Regions from separate parts of the Mus musculus genome. Here all the other regions are linked to region 2. A link is a contact called in public Hi-C and promoter capture Hi-C data. All regions are on one chromosome and are shown on one strand. The core of a region is the stretch at or near the end of the contact, and the rest is flanking DNA. Distances in the headings are between cores, read along the strand shown.

Evidence for each region. Promoter capture Hi-C pulls out the DNA fragments that hold promoters and counts their contacts. Hi-C and Micro-C count contacts between places; a contact is called where the count stands out from the background.
Region 1: a promoter capture Hi-C map of pre-B cells shows a contact between it and region 2, with 2.7 times the contacts expected there. The contact joins the promoter of 4831407H17Rik here to the enhancer-like site in region 2. A contact is called at or near these places in 6 of 39 promoter capture datasets (the 3T3-L1 cell line, 3T3-L1-derived adipocytes, hippocampal neurons and 2 more), 2 of 484 Hi-C or Micro-C datasets (Sertoli cells and ventricular fibroblasts) and 2 of 9 other capture datasets (liver and pancreatic islet).
Region 3: a contact with region 2 is called in a Hi-C map of bone marrow-derived macrophages, with 52 read pairs. The contact joins two enhancer-like sites. A contact is called at or near these places in 5 of 39 promoter capture datasets (the C10 cell line, the HPC-7 cell line, liver and 2 more), 1 of 15 datasets of contacts at CTCF or cohesin (CD8 T cells), 10 of 484 Hi-C or Micro-C datasets (B cells, bone marrow-derived macrophages, embryonic fibroblasts and 4 more), 11 of 115 datasets of contacts at active chromatin or transcription factors (the HPC-7 cell line, bone marrow-derived macrophages, double positive thymocytes and 5 more) and 3 of 9 other capture datasets (adipose tissue, liver and pancreatic islet).

Annotation. Positions count from the first base shown.
Region 1 is chr14:30,456,735-30,459,434 of GRCm38.p6, forward strand. 4831407H17Rik (RIKEN cDNA 4831407H17 gene) reads left to right here and starts at 1,302. Exons shown (of 4, transcript NR_131095.1): 1 at 1,302-1,382. It also overlaps a transcript of Cacna1d not described here.
Region 2 is chr14:30,577,963-30,580,720 of GRCm38.p6, forward strand. No RefSeq gene overlaps it. Among named protein-coding and RNA genes, the nearest start is that of Mir3076, 7.2 kb to the left of the region's middle. Within about 2 kb of position 1,504, at least 67 of the 459 cell types and tissues checked have an H3K27ac peak or open chromatin away from gene starts, as enhancers often do. A contact at or near this core is called in the HPC-7 cell line, bone marrow-derived macrophages, microglia and 2 more, where this site is marked.
Region 3 is chr14:30,694,352-30,697,146 of GRCm38.p6, forward strand. No RefSeq gene overlaps it. Among named protein-coding and RNA genes, the nearest start is that of Sfmbt1, 20 kb to the right of the region's middle. Within about 2 kb of position 1,455, at least 94 of the 459 cell types and tissues checked have an H3K27ac peak or open chromatin away from gene starts, as enhancers often do. A contact at or near this core is called in the HPC-7 cell line, bone marrow-derived macrophages, microglia and 1 more, where this site is marked.

The DNA of each region.
Region 1 (2,700 bases), core at 52-2,551, 120 kb before region 2:
AAATGTGTATACATGTAGATGCATTATGTACACATATGTGTGTGTACCTGTGTATGCATCTATATGTGTGTGTGTGTGTGTGTGTGTGTGTGTGTGTGAAAACAGTTAAAGGAACAGAAAGTTGTATTGAGAATATGGAAGAAAAGTTGAAAGCAAGTTGCAATTATGAACAGTGCATGTCAGGTACAGATATAGCTCATTTGACCATGTTACCTAGCATGCCCAAAGCCCTGAGTTCAGTTTTCCTGTATCTCATAAACTAGGTATGTGATATACACCTGTAACTCTAGCACACGGGAGGTGAAGTCAGGAGGATCAGAGGTTCAAGGTCATTCTTGGGCATGTAGCAACTTAGAGACCAGTCTGGAATACATAAGACACTGACTCTAATTAATCAGTGAGAGTGGAGTTGCACTTGATTAACTAAGTCACATATAAACAAAGAACTGAACAACAGGGACAAGAGGCATGTGGAGAAGAGCACTCTAAGCAGGACAGTAAGTGCAGACTGTGAGGTGTGTCTCTGAGATGAGTGAGGAGGTCACTGGGGCTGACTCAGGTCATCAAGGCAGAGACTAGCGGGATGGGTCTGACGGCGTGAGAGCAAAGCGTTGCTCGCAGGATGGACAATGTGTGCGCTTTGGCTTTTATTCTGAGCAATGTGGTGATCTACTGAATGATTCTTAGCAAAGAACGCCATGACTTAACTTGTCTTAAAACAATCTCTAAAGCTAAGTATGTCCATAGAGGTGGTGGCAGAAACTCCCGTCAGCTGTTTATACATTACCCAATGGGCTAGGGAGACGGTTCGATGGATAAGCACGCTGGCTATGGAGACAAGAAAATCTGAATTTGAATCCCTAGCACCCACATAAAAGCTGGCACAGCCATGCCTGTAACTCTAGCACGGGGGCGGGGAGGAGGAAGGGTGGGCAGAGACCGACAGGCTGATCCTGGGAACTCACTGGCCAGCCAGAGTAGCTGAAACAGCAAGCCTTCCTTAGGTTCAGTGAGAGACTTTGTCTCAAAAAATAACCTGGTTGGCCATAGAGTAAGACACCTGAATCCTTCTCCAGCCTGTCTAAATACACACACACACACACACACACACACACACACACACACACACCTTTATATACACTACATCCACACAACACACATGAAAACAGATAGGCTTCCCTAAGCACAAAAAGCATCAAGGAACAAAATGAGGAACTAGGTTCTGAGTGCATTTTGGAAGAAGAGCCAGCAGAATGTGACATAGATGCAATGCAGGGAGTGGGGGTGTGAGGAAGTGAGGCATGGCTGCTAAGTTTCTGAGCCGAGCAACTAGAGAAGCAGCTGTGGGTGGAAGACATTGGAGGCAGGGGGTGACCCCCAAGGTCAGTTCTGGGCATGCTGACTGTGCAGTGCATGTTGGGAAACAGAGAGGAGATGAACAAAAAGTTCTGGAAGTAGAGGGAAAGTCCTTGCTAGGGGTATAAATTTAGGAGTTGATGACGTCATTTCCTGGCTAAGCTCAAGTGTAGGAGTTAATGGCAATGTACAGCATTTAAATCTACAAGCCTGGGGGTGCCTGGGGAGTGCTGGGGAAAAGAGATCCCTCAGCTGAGGGGTAAAGGCTCCCCAACATTAAGAGGATCAGAAGAGAAGGAGGAGGCATGGAAAAAACTGAGAGCTGTACCCCAAGACAGGAGGCATAGGAAAGAGAGGGTGCTCAGAAAGGCAGAAGAAGGAAGTGGGGGCTGTCCCTGATAAAGATGGGAGCTCAAGGTCGTGTGCATAGTGCTGTCATTACAGAGATGTCAGGGGTGGGCAGATGCAAGCAGGTGGCAGTGGATCGATGGCTTCGGGAGCTAGGGCTGAGCACTGGAGTAACACGCAGTGAATCTGGCATATCCTTTGGAGATTAGGAAAATATTCTGGGATTAGAAATTGCTGATGTATCCACAGATTTATGAATGAATGAATGAAAAACCTAGCTGGATGTGGTGGTTCGTCCCTATGAGCCCAACACTCAGGAGGACCATAAAGTTAAGGCTAGCCTGGGCTACAGAAAGAAACCTGTCTCAAAAAAGAAAAAGAAAAAATACTAAGTTGCACGCTTTAGAAAAGTGAGTCTCATGGGACATAAATTAGACCTCTTTTTTAATATGCAAAACAGTGAAGCCTCTGGCTTGACCATGGGATGTAGCTATGTGGATAGCAATGGCAAGAGCTGCTAGTGGTCACTAGCTTGATGAGAAGGAGGGGAGGAGAATGGTGACCTCAGAGCACAGATGTTAACATAACAGCTGGGGTGTAACAACACACGCCTGCTATGCTGAAATGTGTTCCCGGAGGCTTGCAAAAAAGGAGCTCATATCAAACTCACTATTTTGAGACTGGTAAATAAGGGGAGGAAATTATCTTGAGGTTGATAGAGAGATAGAGGAGAGCCATTGGAGAGAGAAAACTTCAGCAAAGAAAACAGTACAAGACAGCCCAGAGATGGGACAAAAGGAGACCTTTGGGAAAGGGGAATTTTCTGGACCAATGCTCTAGTGTGAGCATCAGACAGCTCCCTCAAGCACAGCCAACAGTATGATCTCCCAACAATATTATGCCAGAGAAAGGGATTTCTTAGCAGAGAAAACCTGTCACCTAGTTTGCTACATTCAAGGGATGCCAAGACTCATATGAACCTGCAGTACTTCCCGT
Region 2 (2,758 bases), core at 254-2,753:
CCAGGAGCTGTCCCTCAAGAGCCCAAGCCTGACACAGGAGAGAGACATTCCCAGCCCCCTGGACTGGGACTAACAATGTCCGGAAGTACAGAGGAGTCCAAAGCTATAGGAATGTCTTGTCTTGGGCTCCAGCTGCATAGTAAAACACAACGGAGGGGTTGGAGAGATGGCTCAGTTAAGGGCACTGGCAGCTCTTAAAGAGAACCTGGGCTCAATTTCCCAGAACCCACATGGAAGTCCACCATTGCATGTAACTCCAGCTCCAGGAGATCTGACGCCTTCACACAGACACACATATACCAATGCACATGAAAGAAAGAAAAGAGAGAGAGAGAAGGAAGGGAAGGAAAGGAAGGAAGGAAAAGAGAAAGAGAGAGAGAAAGAAAGAAAGAAAGAAAGAAAGAAAGAAAGAAAGAAAGAAAGAAAGAAAGAAAGAAAGAAAGGGAAGGAAGGAAGGAAGGAAGGAAGGAAGGAAGGAAGGAAGGAAGGAAGGAAGGAAGGAAGAAAAAAGGAGAGTTTAAAAACCACAATGGAGGGCTGGTGAGATGGCTCAGTGGGTAAGAGCACCCGACTGCTCTTCCGAAGGTCCAGAGTTCAAATCCCAGCAACCACATGGTGGCTCACAACCATCCGTAACAAGATCTGACTCCCTCTTCTGGTGTGTCTGAAGACAGCTACAGTGTACTTACATATAATAAATAAATATTTAAAAAAAAACAAACCCACAATGGAGAGCAATAACCACATCTGTGAGAGCCAACGAAGAAGGGTGGGATAAGAAAATTCAAATTTGTCGGGCAGTGGTGGCGCACGCCTCTAATCCCAGCACTTTGGAGGCAGAGACAGGCAGATTTCTGAGTTCGAGGTCAGCCTGGTCTACAGAGTGAGTTCCAGGACAGCCAGGGCTTCACAGAGAAACCCTGTCTGGAAAAGAACCAAAAAAGAAAAAGAAAAAAGAAAATTTGAATTTGCTTTTTTTCCCTGTAAGTGAGGAGATGCTGGGAAGAGTGTGGGGGACCCCAAACCAGCCTTTATCCATCGTGAACTATGGCTCCTCCCTAGCCGCATACCCCACTTACAACAGCTAACCTAACTCTCCTCTTCTGTATATGTCCTCTAGCTCCTACCCATAGGCAACCTGCAGCTAGAGCAGATCTGCATAGAGACCATTCCAAGGAGCAGCAGGGAGTGGCTGGGCCCTGGTGGGGAATGACCATCCCCTGCTCTCCCTCCCCATCTCCCCAAAGCAGACATTGCTGGCCTGATGGCAATGGCAGCTGTCACTCAGAGGACTGAGTGACAGCACTCAGAAAGAGTCACTTCCTGTTTTCTTGTATACGAGAATTATATTTAAATTGGGATGCATATATGTGTTCAGGGGTATGTTTAGAGGTCAGTAAGCTAGAAAAGGGATCGTGAGAGTGGGAGAGCTCTTAAGGGAGGGTGGGAAACAGAAGAGAATGAAACTGATGTAATGGAAAAACAGAAGTGAGAGCTAACTGGAGGAAGGGAGGGAGGTGAGGAAAGGTCACGGGGTAGACGGATAAATGAGAACTAAATAACCACACAGTCAGAAAGAAGTCATATCGGAACACTTCTTATTTTTTGAATCTAACCTAAATAACTATTTTAATAAACATTTTTTGAATAAAGGCCCCAATTTTTTTATGTACGAGCAAAGCATAGCAATACATGTATGTATATAAAAACGTCATAATAAACCCAGTATTTTATACGCTAACAAAAATTAATGAAAAAGAACAATGACCTGGCATGGTGGCACACACCTTTAATCCCAGGACACGGAAGGCGAAGGCAGAAGGAGCTCTGAGTTCAAGGCCAACCTGGTCTTGTAGACCATTAAATACCAAGCCAGCCTTGTCTCCAAGGCCAGCCTAGACTACAGAGTGAGTTCCAGTAGCCAGGGCTACACATAGAAACCCTGTCTCTGGAAAAAAAAAAAAAAAAAAAAAAAAAAAAAAGACAAAAATCAAAACAAAAAAAAACCCTGGAAGTTTCTGCTGAGCCCCTCCCCACTGTGCGCTCTCTCAGCCCACTGCTTGAATTCCGGTTTTTCTTGTGGTCAGACTTGACTTTTGTCTTTAACCCTAAGCCTGGCCTGCATAGGAAGCAGAGAAGAAAGAGGGCGACACTGTTGAGTGACTGAGAGTTTGGGGCTGAGGCACAGCAGATGCTCAGGAGCCAGCAAGGTCACTGGGGGATTGCCGGGAAGCTAGGATTTATTCCGAGGTGCCACAGGGTGGGGGTTTTTATTTGTGTATTCTGTCTGAATGGACTCCACCCCACAGTTACCTGGCAACAGCCAAGTAGGTCTGGACCTCTATAAAAGGGGCTGCTTGCCCCCTCCTCTCTCTCTTACTCCTGCTTCTCTCCCTTGCCTCTTGCCCCCTTGTTCCCCCTCTCTCCCCATTCCTTTACCCCCTCTCTCCACGTGGTCATGGCTGGCCTCTACTTCTCTACTCTCTCCTTCTCTCTGCTTTTCTCTGCCTCTGCTACTCTCTTAATTTTCCTCCCCATGCCCTAAATAAACTCTATTCTATATGATACCTTCGTGTGGCTGGAACCTCAGGGAGAAGGGATGCCTTAGCTTGGGCCCCACTGACACACACCCTTCCCCCCACACCCCCATAGAACATATCTTAATATCTCTTTATCTTCTTCTTTTTTTTTTTTTTTTTTTTTTCTTTTTTTGGTTTTATCAAGACAGGGTTTCTCTGTGTAGCCCTGGCTGTCCTGG
Region 3 (2,795 bases), core at 205-2,704, 120 kb after region 2:
AGACCTCACAGAAGAGATTTATTGGGAACATCACAAGAGGGTGGCCACCTCTGCTCAGCTGAGAAGTCGCTGGACCCGAAGCAGAAGCCTGAGCAGGCTTTATATAGGTGCTTCTTAAGGGCGAGTGACTTTCCAGGGTGGCCTAGGAGTGGTGGTAAGATTTTGTGACCTGATCTTGGGGCAAGCTCAGAGATTGGTGGCCTAATCATAGACAGCCTGTAGGGTGGAGCTTGCTGCCTGCATCTTGATGGAAATGGCCGTAAGAGTAGTCTGGGCCGTAAGAGTAGCCATCATGATTGGAATGGCTTACAATAATGTCTCTCTGGCTTGGCAAATGCCTTAGGTAGAAGTCACCTGTCTTCCCTGGGTCACTGGGGACAGAAGGTGAAAATGTCACAGCCCCAGGCCTTCCTTCCCACCAGCCTCCTACTCTGAATCTTATCCACACCTCTGTCATCTGTCACAAGGCCTGGGCTGTGGAATGAAGTTGGGTTCTCCATCAGTGCCCATCAGTGAACACTGACTAACTAAGACATGACTGCTTTACTCACATTGGGAGGCGACAAATGAAGGCATGTTTCTAGTTCCTGTCTGGGAGATCCTGGCACTCTTTCCAGTGTGTGGATCTAGTGTGGCTTCCTGCAGGCCTGCTGAGTGAGAAAAAGGGAAGTCTGGGGGAGACCAGACTTCACCCTGTCTCACACACTCCTCACTCTTAGGAACCTTCTTTGAAAATCATGACATAGTAGGTGTGATGAGCTGAGCCTCCAATCCCAGCACTCAGGAAGCGTGACAGAAGGAGGCCAGCCTAGGCTACAGAGACCCTGCCTCAGGAGAAAAAGGGTATCGTGAATGGTGATAGAGTGAACAAGGTTGCCAGAGGCCCCTCTCAGAAGGGCTTTCAGTTCTTGGGAGAGTTAGGCATCAGCTCACAAAGAGAAGCTGGCAATCCCGGAACTTCAGACTTCATGGGTAAAGGTCTAGCCCCACAACATTGTCTGCCCCACTCCTCCAGACAGAGCCTGCCTTGGGTTCCATGGGAGAAATCACAAAGACTCCAGAGAATAAGCCATTGTCGCCAGAAGACAAACAGCAGTGTTTTCCTCTGTACATACTTGGACAGAATAGAGATGTTCCTCACATAGTCTTTCTTGTTTCCCTAGCGTGTTGACATAATTTCAGAAAAAGACAGACTAGCATGGTACATCTTTATGTTCTCAAATTAGAGCTGAAGATTACTCTCTTCCCCATGTGGCCTCTGATGTCCCTAAGAGGCATGTCTGTAATGACAAGAACATGTTCTGCAGGTGTGCAGATGTCAGACCATGGGGGGCAATTGAAGGACAGAGCTGCGTACATTTGTTTCTTTTGTAACTGAGTGAAATCGTGTGGTTCTGGCTGCCAGCAGGGCTCATGGGCACAGTGCCCAAGTCCACGGGTTATTCTTGCCTCTGCTTCCTCTTGGCAATCCTTGCAACAGACCGAGTAATGGAAGGCCTGGCACTGGATGGAAGGCCACCAGAGGGTGTCCTGTTATCTTATTTCTTCTACATCATCAGTGGGAAATTAGCTTATGTTCATGTCTATATTTTCAAGCACCCATCAGGGATCTCTCTCTCTCTCTCTCTCTCTCTCTCTCTCTCTCTCTGTGTGTGTGTGTGTGTGTGTTTTTCACATTATGAAACCAGGTATATAGATAGCATACACTTCTTTTTTTTTATAGTATAGAATAGAATACAGTTTATTCAGGGCATGAGGATGGGAGGTAAAGGGGTAGTAGAGGCAGAGAAAGAGAGAGAGAGAGAAAGAGAGAGAGAGGAGGCTGGCCATGAGCATATGGAGGGAGAGGTGGGGGAGGAAGTTGGGGAGAGAGGGGATAAGGGACAAAAAGACAGAGCAGGAGCAAGAAGACAAGAGCGTAGCACACACTTCTAATCCCAACACTTGGGAAGATGAACAGGAAGTTTGTTTATAGCCTGGGCTACGGAATGAGATACTATCTCAGAACAACAACAACAAAAACAAAAAAAAAAAATCATAGAAGCCCAGGGGAGTCAGAGTTGAGCAGTCCCTCAGTGGTGGGATGGGGAGTTGAGAGCTAGTGGGCCTGTGTACTTCAAGACCAGAGCCTGGACACAGCCACATTCAAGTAGGAGTGCTAGATCAGTGTAGTGCTCACCATGGAGTCTGAATGTGTCTACGTGCTGTGCTTTTTGATGATAAGTGATGTTATCTCTTGATATTGTGTATTGCGTTATTACCTGTGCCTATGGTATGTATACATGCCCATGTGTGTGTTCACATGTATATGGATGTGTTTGTGTAGGTGTGTGTATATGGATATGCAGAGGCCAGTTGAGCTGAGGCATCTTCCCTCCATTGCCCTCTTTACTGAGGTCTCTCACTGAGCCTGGAGCTCACAGACTCAGTTCAGTTACTCTAGCCAGCCAGTTTTCCCTGGGGACCCCCTGTCTTTGTTTTCTGAATGCTGGGATTACTGGGAAGCTAAGGCTCCGAAGAGTAGAAAGATGGAGCAGAAGTGTAGAGCTAACTAAGAGATACAGTTATGGTCATGGGCTGCCTCTGACCAAGGGATGCCGTAGCCTCATGAATAGGACGTTTCACATGTAATCCCTACAACACAGAGCAGGGGCTTCTGACCTTCACGGTAGAGGTCAGGGGCAGGTTTCGTGTCCATCCTAAGGGACTAGTTGTGGTGAATCCCTCCAAACCTATTTTCTATCTCAGACTGAGAGCAAGCCAGACCTTCAGTTTGGCTTGACAGGAAGATCTGT